Regions from separate parts of the Mus musculus genome. Here region 2 is linked to region 1. Evidence: chromatin contacts called from public HiChIP or PLAC-seq data. All regions are on one chromosome and are shown on one strand. Each heading gives the region's core, a stretch centred on a gene start, on an enhancer-like site or on the middle of the called end of the contact. The rest is flanking DNA. Distances are from core to core; before and after follow the strand shown. Region 1 overlaps Iqch (IQ motif containing H). Region 2 has its middle 47 kb from the start of Gm39359.

Region 1 (5,193 bases), core at 428-2,927:
AGAGCTTGAACTTGGTTCTTTATCTGCTTTGCTCTCTTCACAGTTCATAAGCACCCAGGCCTTCACTTCTTGTTTTGTAGGATGGGCATACCAGCTGTGCTAACTGGAGTCACATCCTCTACTTTATGATCAGAGCTGTATAACGTCAGACAAATCATTCATCTACATAGCAAGGACTGCTATATAGACCAAAAGAGAGATGATATGATAAACAATTTGAGCTGCTATTTTAAGGGTTTATTTTATTTTTAAGACAGACAGACAGAGAGAGAGGAGAGAGAGAGAGAGAGAGAGAGAGAGAGAGAGAGAATGAGAGCTCACTGAGATCAGAAGATGTTGCTGCATCCTCTAGAGTTAGAGTTGTTGTGAGCCACCTGGTGCGGGTGCTGGGAACTAAACTTGAGTCCTCTGGAAGTGCAGTAAATGCTCTCCCGAGTCATCTTTGCAAGTCCAGCTTTGAACTTCTTATTCTATCGTCAAATTCCTGCTGTACATCAAGTCGGCAGTTCTGGGTGTGCTTTATTTGTTTCATATTTCCACACAGAAGTAATTTGTGGGAGAGAAAAGCAATTGGGAAGGCGGGGCAGGCGATCAGTAAGCACAGCTGAAACCAAGTGCCAATAGCAGAAGAAACTGGAGGTTAGACTGCGGGAGATCGGAGGCCCAGACTTCACTTCCTCACGTGGAGGAGGGCCCAACAGTAAATTAGCTAAATCTTCTCAGAGGAACTCTGGGTTTTTCCTCCCCTGCCCCCTTTTTGGGGGATGAAGTACAAGATAAAGTTCTACCATCGCAGCCACTTTTAAGAGTTCAGTTCAGTAGTGTTACATACATCCACACTGCAAATTTTACGCACTTAAACATTTCATAATAAATATGGAAGTGCTCTGGCTTTACTTAGGAGTTCTCTCAGAGCTGGAAAGACACTTGACTATAAGGAAGGAGCTGAGTTTCAGGAAGGCAGAGTGCTCCATGTTCAGCTTCTTAACTCAAGGCCTTGAACTGAACGAGAATCCGTGGAAACAGACACCAAGATACTGCTAAACACGCTGTGCCCAATACTTAATTCAAAGTCAGTGACTCTTGTTTATGTCACACAGCACAAATGTCCTGTAGACTCAATGCTGACTACACAACCTGTATACTCTGCACTTTACATGCCTTCATAAACAAACTGAAACTTGGTTTTTTGTGTTGCTTATGTGTTTGCATGTTTTGCCTGCGTATGTCTTTGTGTCTCATCTGTGCTTGCTGCCAACTGAATCCAGAAGAGGGCGTTAGATCCACTGAAGCCAGAGTTTCAGGCAGTTGTGTGCTCCTATGTGATTGCTGGGGGCCTAACCCGGGTCCTCTATACGAGCAGCAAGTGCTCTTAACTACTGAGCCATCCTCCAGTCCCAAACAGTGCTATCGAACACTGCCTAAAATACCTCTTCTCATCTGGAGACCAAGGTGTATTATGAATTACAGTGTTTTTACTCTATGTCTTAAAGTTTCTATTGTTATGATAAGCACTGCCCACAAGCAATGTGCAGAGGAAAGGGTTTATTTTATTGTAGAACTTAGAGTCTATCATGAAGAAGATCAGTGCAGGAAGTGAAGGCAGGAACCTGGGTGAGCTTGAAACAGATCATAGAGGACACCTGCTGACTGGCTTGCTTTCTATGACTTGCCCCAGCCTGTTTTTTCATACAAGTCGGGACCACCTGCCCAATGCAGCATTACCCCCAGTGAGGCAGCTGTGTGCTACCATGTGATTGCTGGGAAACTAACCCAGGTCCTCTGCAGGAGCAGCAGTGTGGGCCTCTCACATCCATCTTCAATCAAGAACATGCCTTTACCCACAGGCCGATCTAATGGGGGCATTTCCTCAGTTGAGGTTTCTCTTCCCAGATGACTCTAGCTTGGGTTAAGCAAACAAAAACTAACAAACACACTGTACATACAAATTTTCCTGCTTTTATAGGAATATGGTTTAATTACAGAAATCAAAGACATTTGATACTTTCCTACCATCATTCCCCAGCAAGTAAGTATCAAACTTGTGTCTCTGCACTGCATTCTGTTAGACTGATCTTTAAAATTGCTGTCAGCGACTGGAAAGACAGCTCAGCTGACTGCTCTTCCAGAAGACCCGGGTTAGGTTCCTTATCCACCCGGCGGCTCACAAGCACCTCTGACTCCCGTCTGAGGGGATCACATGAGCTCTTCTGCCTTCCACGGGTCCCTGCAGAAACAAACACTCTGCACATAAGGCACACACACTAATAAAAATGTGTTTAAAATGCTGCTGAGTTGTTGAGTCATAGTTTTAAAAATCTTTCATTTAATTTTGGCTTGGGATAATAATTTCTGAAATGTCCCTATGAACATTTTTGGTATTTTGTATTTATGCAAAGTAGCATTTTCAACATTGATGACAATAAAATGAAAATATTGATAAACTCTGAGAAAATAGTGAAAATGTTCTATGCCTTGCAGCATATTCCCCAAGACTTAATTTTTTATAAAAAATGGACAAGCATATAATCTCATTAGTATATGAATTTGCTTTTATCTTTAATAAGTGATAAAATTATATATATACACCAAATAACTTTCAAAATAAAATTTTGATTTATTATTAATACAAGTTTGATTTGTATAACTATTTTATAAATGCTTGGAGTTGCATAAAGTTTCTCCTGGGAATAGGGATGACAAGCAGGAAAAACTTGAAGCAGTCCTGCTCTAAATCACCCAGCAAGTTGCAGATTCATTCAAGACTGATTTCTAGCTCATATCTCTTGTCACACACTTGGAAGTTATAGATCCAGAAAGCATTTATGAACAGATGCACTGGATATTCTTAAACACAGTCATTCACATTTCTGTGTTTACATAAATTTCCTTAAAATTATGCAAGGTGCTACCTTCTAAAACCCCTTGAATTCCCTTAAGGATCCAGTACCTTTACACTGTATTATCAGCATGACATTTTAATTGTTTTATTTTTAAGAAGGTTTTCTCTATTAAAAATTACTATTACTATCATTTTTATTATTTTCCCAATGTTATTCATTTCATGATCGTATTTCATCCTTGGAGCAACTCTAGCATCCAGGTAATTTTTTCACTCTAGTTCTAATACATAAAGAAATGGGCTTATGGAATCTAGGTCATATATAAATTCATATGTGTATATATATGTGTATGTATATATATGTATACACACACACACACACACATATATATATTAGAACTGGATTCAAAGCCCAGCTGTATTTGCTTACAAACTCTCAGCACTTCCTTGGGTTTCATGCTATCCCTTCTATAATAGGGAATGAAAGCACTGTAGCACCCTTACAGTAGACTTAGTCTAAGGTTCTAATATTCCATCCTTGGGCAATGGCTTTTCCATGTCCCTCTTCACCTTATGTAAGCCTCACTGTGCTTTGAAATGTACTTCAGCCTCTGCCTACTCTACCTTTTTCATGATGGTTGCTGTGCCATTCATCAGGTGCTCACCGTGCCCCATGTACTAGATCAATACTCGACAGTGCATTATCTCATCCAGTCCTCACAACATCCCTAAGGCTGGTACTGCTATCCTCATCTTACAGACGAGGAAATGGAGACTTGTAGAAAACAAATAACTTAACTATAGATTAAAACATGTAGAAAGAGAGAGGAGAGAGGGAAGGGAGGAGGGAGGGATAGAGAGACAGAGGGGGGAGAGAGGGAGAGACAGACAGACAGGAAGAGAAGGAGGGAGGAAAGGAGAGGGACACAAAGAGGCAGAGAGGGAGGAGAGAGGGAGAGACAGACAGGGAGGGAGAAGGGTAGGAGGAGGGAGGGAGGGAGGGAAGGAGGGAAGGAGGGAGGGAGGGAGGCAGGGAGGGAGGGAGGGAGGTCTTATATGTGCTGAAATGTGGTGTATGAGGTTTGGTGAGCGCTGACCATCTAGCTGTCCTCTCCCCCTGCTAGACATGAATAGAATTTTTGGATTGAATGAGTCAGCCACAGGAATTTCTGAGCCATGTCTACCTAGTCAAAATAGGGTTTTTTAAAGTTTGTATTGGAAAAAATTTTGAATATTGCTGACATTTTCAAATATTTTCTCTTCAGGAGTGCTTTCCCAAGTGTTGGCTAGAACCATTGATAATTACTGTAAAGCACATGCTAACTGAAAAGGGTTTTGTGGTAAAATGTGGGAGGAGGCTATCATGTTAAATGCCTTGCTCCTTTGGAAAAATTTAAAGTGCTGCCAGATTAGGAGTCTATATAGAGTCTGTATAGAGAAGAATACTGGGCCCTTCTTCATTTTTTTTGGTATTGATTTTCCAGACGCTTTAGTGTTAAACCATGCCAGAAGAGTTGTGGAGATGAATCACTATTATCCAAAGGCTGCCAGCCTCTTTTCCTTCTGACAGAAGGATAATTCCACGTGGATCAAATAAATACAGATGTGTAGTAATTAGTTCTATTCCCAGTGAGCCTATTTCCAACACACTAAAGATGTGAGCGATTATGGAACCTCACCCCAACAGCTTTTATCAATTTAAACTGCTAAACAACAGGATAGGTCATAACCCAGCCTGCTATTAATAATGTATTTATTATGTACAATATAACAAATTGGGGTAGGGCCTAGAAAAAGATTCCTTTTAAGAGGAGTGGTTTGATTGTCCCTCAGAAGCATCACATGTGCCTGGCCACTCACCTGATGTACAGTCCCAAGGCAATCAAAAGAATAAAAAATCTCATCCGAGGAGAAGAGGCCTACATCGTGGGCGGGATCCTCCACAGAGACGACTTAGCTGTGGCCGATATGCTGAATGTCCCCATCCTGGGCTCAGAGCCTGAGCTGGTTCACCTGTACAGTGCCAAGTCTGGAAGCAAGCGGATCTTTGATAATGCTAATGTGCCAATGCCTCCTGGAATATATGACATCTATACTTACCAACAGGTATGTAGGGTAGCTTTCTTTACTCAAGTATTTTCTGTCCCCTTGACCTTGTACAACTTCAGGTAATGTGGTTCCAGCCCTGCCCAGTGAAGACTGTGTGAATGCTGAGTCACTCTGAAGAGATCTTCACTAAGCCTCATGTTGTTTGGGTTCTCTTTGTTTTCTATTCTGTGAACGGAGCCCAGGGCCTCTCCCATGGTAGGTAAGCATGACAGGACCTTATCCTCAGCTCTTTTTAACTTTCT
Region 2 (4,953 bases), core at 79-2,578, 340 kb before region 1:
CCATTATGCCTCCTGCTGCTTGGTATGACTTCATTCCCACCCCACCTCCCACTTCCAACGTCTCTTTCTGATTTGTTCTCTGATTTGCTAGAGGTGATGTTTAAATGAGCTACCCTCATTACTCTGACAAGGGATCAGAATTTTTGAGAGCCTTCTTCCCCACGTCCTGTAAGAAGTGAGTGACATACCATTCCTGGGAAGATCTGGACATCCAGTAAACAAATGATTCACCTCCCAAATTAGGATATGTGTGAGCAAGGAGGGCTCATTCTAGTCAGGCATGGCAGTAGGTGTGACCCAGGCTTCCCTGGACTTGTGGCTGCCTGGAGACTATGGACTGGGGTCTGTTCTCTCTTTCCCTTGTTACGTCCTGTGGAAGGATGGACATTTTTCATGGTCTTCAGTGTAGTACACATGGAGGTTTAGAGTTGGAAGGTGATATGCTCACTGCCAGGAGAAGTCTCGCCCTTCCAGCCAGCATATTGCTAGTTTGTAGACTAGCACAGACAATGGGCCTGTTCTTTGAATAGTTCTCAGCACTTCTGGGACTTCAAAGACAAAAGACACCAGTATTTTTATGGTCCAGGTAAGAAGAAACCCAGGGTAGATGCAAAGGCTGATTGAGGTGTCTTCTTCATGCACCATCCATAAGAAATCCATTTAGTCAAGTGCGGCACTGTGCCATGATCACCACAAGAGGGCGCTCACACACAGACAAAGACACACTCCATCTGTATTTTCCGCAAACTAGTGCCACCATCTCACCTGTAGGTTGACTGTTTAATTTTCATTCTGAAGTAATGATGCACCCGTAGGGAAGTTGTGAATGTTTTACTCGTGATATTTAAGCCTTCCACAGATGCTGCTGGAATGCTGACCCAAGCCTACTGTGTGTGAGTCTTCAGGTATGTTCCTGTTTTCAGGGACATCTAAGTCACGAGCATCAGTGCCACCTGGTTGAGGCCCACCCTCAGTGGCCAGGGTCACTCGATGACATCTTCTAGCAGGTGGTGTCACCTCTCTGTCTATTCCATCGGGTTTTCTGCAGCACCGCTGTTGGAGGTGACCTCTAGCTAGGGACATTAGAGGCGTCTCCATACAGCCCCCTTGCTGGAAGAGGCTCCAGGCAACTGTAGGCTCTGGAGCTGGTCTCCTTGTGAGCGGTTGGCACCATCGATGCCCAGTGACATTCAGTCTGGTACCTTTCCTGTTCTAGAACCTTCACTGACAGGGAGGAGTCAGGCATCCACCATTGTCACTGTGGACACTTAGACTGATTGGTCCTCAGGTGACCAGTGGCCTGTCTCTGCTGCTACCCCTCCCCCAGGCGTCCCAGCCTCACCTCTCAGAGCCTCACCCTCCTCCACAGACCAGAGCAGCCACTTCCTCCCTGTCCTTGCACTGATCCTCAGCAGGGTCCGTTTCCCTCCTGAGGTCTGTACTGCCCTGGCAGGTGGCTATGCCTCACACTGGGCAGGTTCTGTCCCTAGGGTCCCCCAAGAGGTCATCTGTATCCTGCACTTCCACCTCTGTATTTTGAACTGAGGGGGAAAGTTTGCTGGAAACTGGATTGACTCTTGGCTTTTCCCAAGGCGGGGTTAACATTCCATCATACCTTCATACCCCATCACTTCACACTGTCATTCCCACTTGTCCTGTCCGTCAATGCAGGGTGTGTGTGTGTGTGTGTGTGTGTGTGTGTGTGTGTGTGTGTGTGTGTTCACTGCTTCTTTGGAGAACCCTAGGGGCTCCAACACAAACAGCAATGGCATATCATCCCATCCATCTTACCCCTGGGACATACCGCCTTTTGACTGGCACCGGTGCCCCTTTCAATCCCCAGTGGGCTATGAGACTCTGGCTGGGCATCTAAGAGAAATCTAGTACAGCTTTGATAGACAGCGTGATGGATAGTTTTAATTGTCAACTTGACAGAAAGTGGGATCACCTGGTAAGAGAGTCTTGACTGCGGGACCGTCTAGATCAATTGGCCTGTGTGCACGTGTTGAGGGTATTGCCTTGCTTTTGCTAATTGAGATGGGATGATCCAGCCCACTGTGGGCAGCACCATTCCCTAGGTTTGGATCCTGGATCGTATGAGTGGAGAAAGCAACTGAGAGTCTGGTGCACACATTCGTTCTCTCTCAGCTCTCTAGTGGATGCGACGTGACATGCTGCTTCAAGTTCCCCAGCCTCGATGGAAGAAACCCGGATTCATGAGCAAGTCAATCTTTAATCCCACGGGATGTTTTCGTTGGGGCATTTTCATCACAATGAGAAAGAAAACCAGGATAGACAGATTAGCTTTTCTGCAAAGGATCCAGCCAAGGAGGACCTGTGACACCTGCCATCAACCATTCATTTAAAAAAAAAAATCCCACAGGTGGGCTGGAGAGATGGCTCAGTGGTTAAGAGCACTGACTGCTCTTCCAGAGGCCCTGAGTTCAATTCCCCCACATGGTGGCTCACAACCATCTGTAGTGGGATCTGATGCCCTCTTCTGGTGTGTCTGAAGACAGTGACAGTGTACTCATATACATAAAATAAACAAAATCTTTTTAAAAGCAAATCACAGATGAATGTGACTCAAGGCAGGACTTTCCATTCACAGTGTTTGCTGACCACAACCCTTCTGCGGAGATCTTTCACCTGTACCTTAGGCTGCCCCTGGATCCTGGACAACTCTTACACCAGATCCCAGCCTGTCTGCTCATTGTCCTGAAGCCCTTGGGAGGTGGCTTTTTACTGCCTTGCTCACAAATGTGTAAGGGACATTAATGCTAGTCCAGGTAAGGTGTTAGGGGATTAGATGGCTTCAGGTGACTTACTCTGGTCTTATTATGGGAAAAATGCATATAATTTGTTTATCTCAGTCATGTTATCATGAATATGGGATTGTAGCATCTTCTCCCTTGTGGGCACAGCAGAGTTTTACATGATGACTGTTTGGTCAGTCTCCATCTCAAGATGAGAACAAACACAAGTTGTAGCCATCCTGAAAAGCTCACAGGCAAGAGACAAACCTGGGATCAGCTTCACAAGTGGAAGGGATATTTGTTACAACAGTATAACCAAGTTTCCCTGACTGATACAGTTCCTGAAGTTGGAAGGATTCTTCCAGGCCCTTAGCAGGTAAAGCCTCAAAGGTGGCTTTAAAGGGGAGACCTGAGGGACAAGATGCTCTGAGGAAGATTGCTGACATGTAGATACCAGAGGAAAGTCACTAAAAGGGTTGGCTAGGCACCCTGGAACAAATCAATGCACATTTCTCCAGCCCCTGGCTCAGCGATGGGCTCCGTGGATGCCTGTTCAATAAGGGACCTGGGGCCGTTCTGAGTCAATCAGCTCACTAAAGTGGGTAACAGGAATCAGAGCTGTTCTTTGGGGGTGCTCAGATACTTGGGCACTCCAGGAAGAGCTGCGGGTAACAGTGTACAGGTCCCCACACCTTATATAGAGGTTTGGGAGCTTAGGGCTAGGTTACAACACTTGTCTCATGGAGACTCAGAGGGCTGGGCTGGAAGCCGCCATGCAGGCGTAGAAGGAGGGGGATCCGGGAATAGCGTTCCAGGTACAACCTGGGGGGATTCGGTGACCCAAGGAAAACCTGCCTCAACTTTGCTGACTTAACCCACCTCACCTGCTCTTGTTTAGTGGCCTTTCAGCTTCAGAATGCAGGCCCCGCCTCTCAGGAGTGGACCGCAAGGGTAACAGCCAAATTAGGTTTCATTACGCATGTGCAGACCTCCATTGCCTTTCAACCTTACACGTCCCGGAACCGCAGCCCATAGACATCTCCAGCCCTGGCCTCAAGCACAGGTTTGAGACCCACTCTCCCATCCCACGCTCAAAGATCTTCCAAATGAATCTCTCGTTGACAAAACACATTATCAGCGACTGGCAAGCAAGATGGGCCTGCCTGGGAGTGTGCGGGAGAGTGGAGCCCGTCTGCAGCTGCTCGGTGAAGTCACTTTGAGGCTGGGTAGAGAGTGGCCACTGTAGCTTGAGGCAACCCGACTCCACGAGGGTGGAAGGTGAGGCCTCAAGAGAAGAGCAGTTTTCTGGGTTGCACACCAACCGACAAGGCGCTCGTTCCTCTTGACATGTGTACCCAGCCTGTGCCACTGCTGGGGGCCCCAGCCTGCCTACCCTGAGGGGGACAGAAGCTCACACAGACAAGGTAAGTGATGAGGTGCAGTCTGAGTGAGCCTGACTCAGTGGCGACCCTAGGCAGAGACCCTGAGAGAAGGGGGAAAGGCAGGGAGAGGACGAGGGACGTGAGGAGGCTGCTTTAGGGTTGGAGTTTGGGTTTGGGGACTGGAGTTTGACATGGCCTCACTGGCCAGACAGAGAGCTTGCACTTCTGGCAGGAGGTGGGACTAGGAGGTTAAGCGAGGGCGGGACAGATTGTTGTGCCCTTGGGTGTAAGCAGACTCTCCCCAATTCGGGGGTGCTCTGGATGTGGGAGGGCTTATGCCCGAATTCTGGCTTATGTCCTCCACCCGCCAAGTGGTCCAAGAATTCACTCTTTTTTTGTAAGAGGTTTTCTTCATTATGTAGCCCTGGTTGGCTGTCCTGGAACTCGCTGTGTAGACCAAGCTGGCTGTAAACTCTCAGAGATCTGCCCGCCTCTGCCTCGTGGGTGCTGAGATTAAAGAAAGGCCTGCGCCACCGTCCACTGCCCTCCAGGGAATCTCTCTCGATGGTCTGTATGGCTGTAACACCCGTCCCACTTGCCGTCACATCTTACTGCCTATCCTGACATTCTCCTGGGCTGAGCCCAGGATCTGGAATGAAATGATTACCTGTGGGTTTGACCCTGAGCTTCGGTGACCTTATCTGTGAAACGAATTGGCCTGCTTACCCTGCATCGTCCCCGGGAAGCTCAAGGGTCCTACATAGTTTGCCAGAGCCCATATGCCAGTGCTGAACCTTGCTCTGCAGAGATGATCT

The links. HiChIP or PLAC-seq counts read pairs in DNA pulled down with a chosen protein or histone mark.
Region 2: an H3K4me3 HiChIP or PLAC-seq map of the SCID.adh cell line shows a contact between it and region 1, with 4 times the contacts expected there. The contact joins two enhancer-like sites. A contact is called at or near these places in 3 of 15 datasets of contacts at CTCF or cohesin (embryonic stem cells, large pre-B cells and pro-B cells), 7 of 484 Hi-C or Micro-C datasets (the G1E-ER4 cell line, bone marrow-derived macrophages, cortical neurons and 3 more), 6 of 115 datasets of contacts at active chromatin or transcription factors (the SCID.adh cell line, T-cell acute lymphoblastic leukemia, embryonic basal ganglia and 2 more) and 2 of 9 other capture datasets (embryonic stem cells and liver).

Annotation. Positions count from the first base shown.
Region 1 is chr9:63,500,620-63,505,812 of GRCm38.p6, reverse strand. Iqch (IQ motif containing H) reads left to right here. Exons shown (of 22, transcript NM_001311098.1): 14 at 4,676-4,948. The region is part of intron 3 of Gm16759 (a long non-coding RNA gene); the gene reads right to left. Among named protein-coding and RNA genes, the nearest start is that of Gm25995, 61 kb to the right of the region's middle. Within about 2 kb of position 1,677, at least 19 of the 459 cell types and tissues checked have an H3K27ac peak or open chromatin away from gene starts, as enhancers often do. A contact at or near this core is called in the SCID.adh cell line, where this site is marked.
Region 2 is chr9:63,840,071-63,845,023 of GRCm38.p6, reverse strand. No RefSeq gene overlaps it. Among named protein-coding and RNA genes, the nearest start is that of Gm39359, 47 kb to the right of the region's middle. Within about 2 kb of position 1,328, at least 6 of the 459 cell types and tissues checked have an H3K27ac peak or open chromatin away from gene starts, as enhancers often do. A contact at or near this core is called in the SCID.adh cell line, where this site is marked.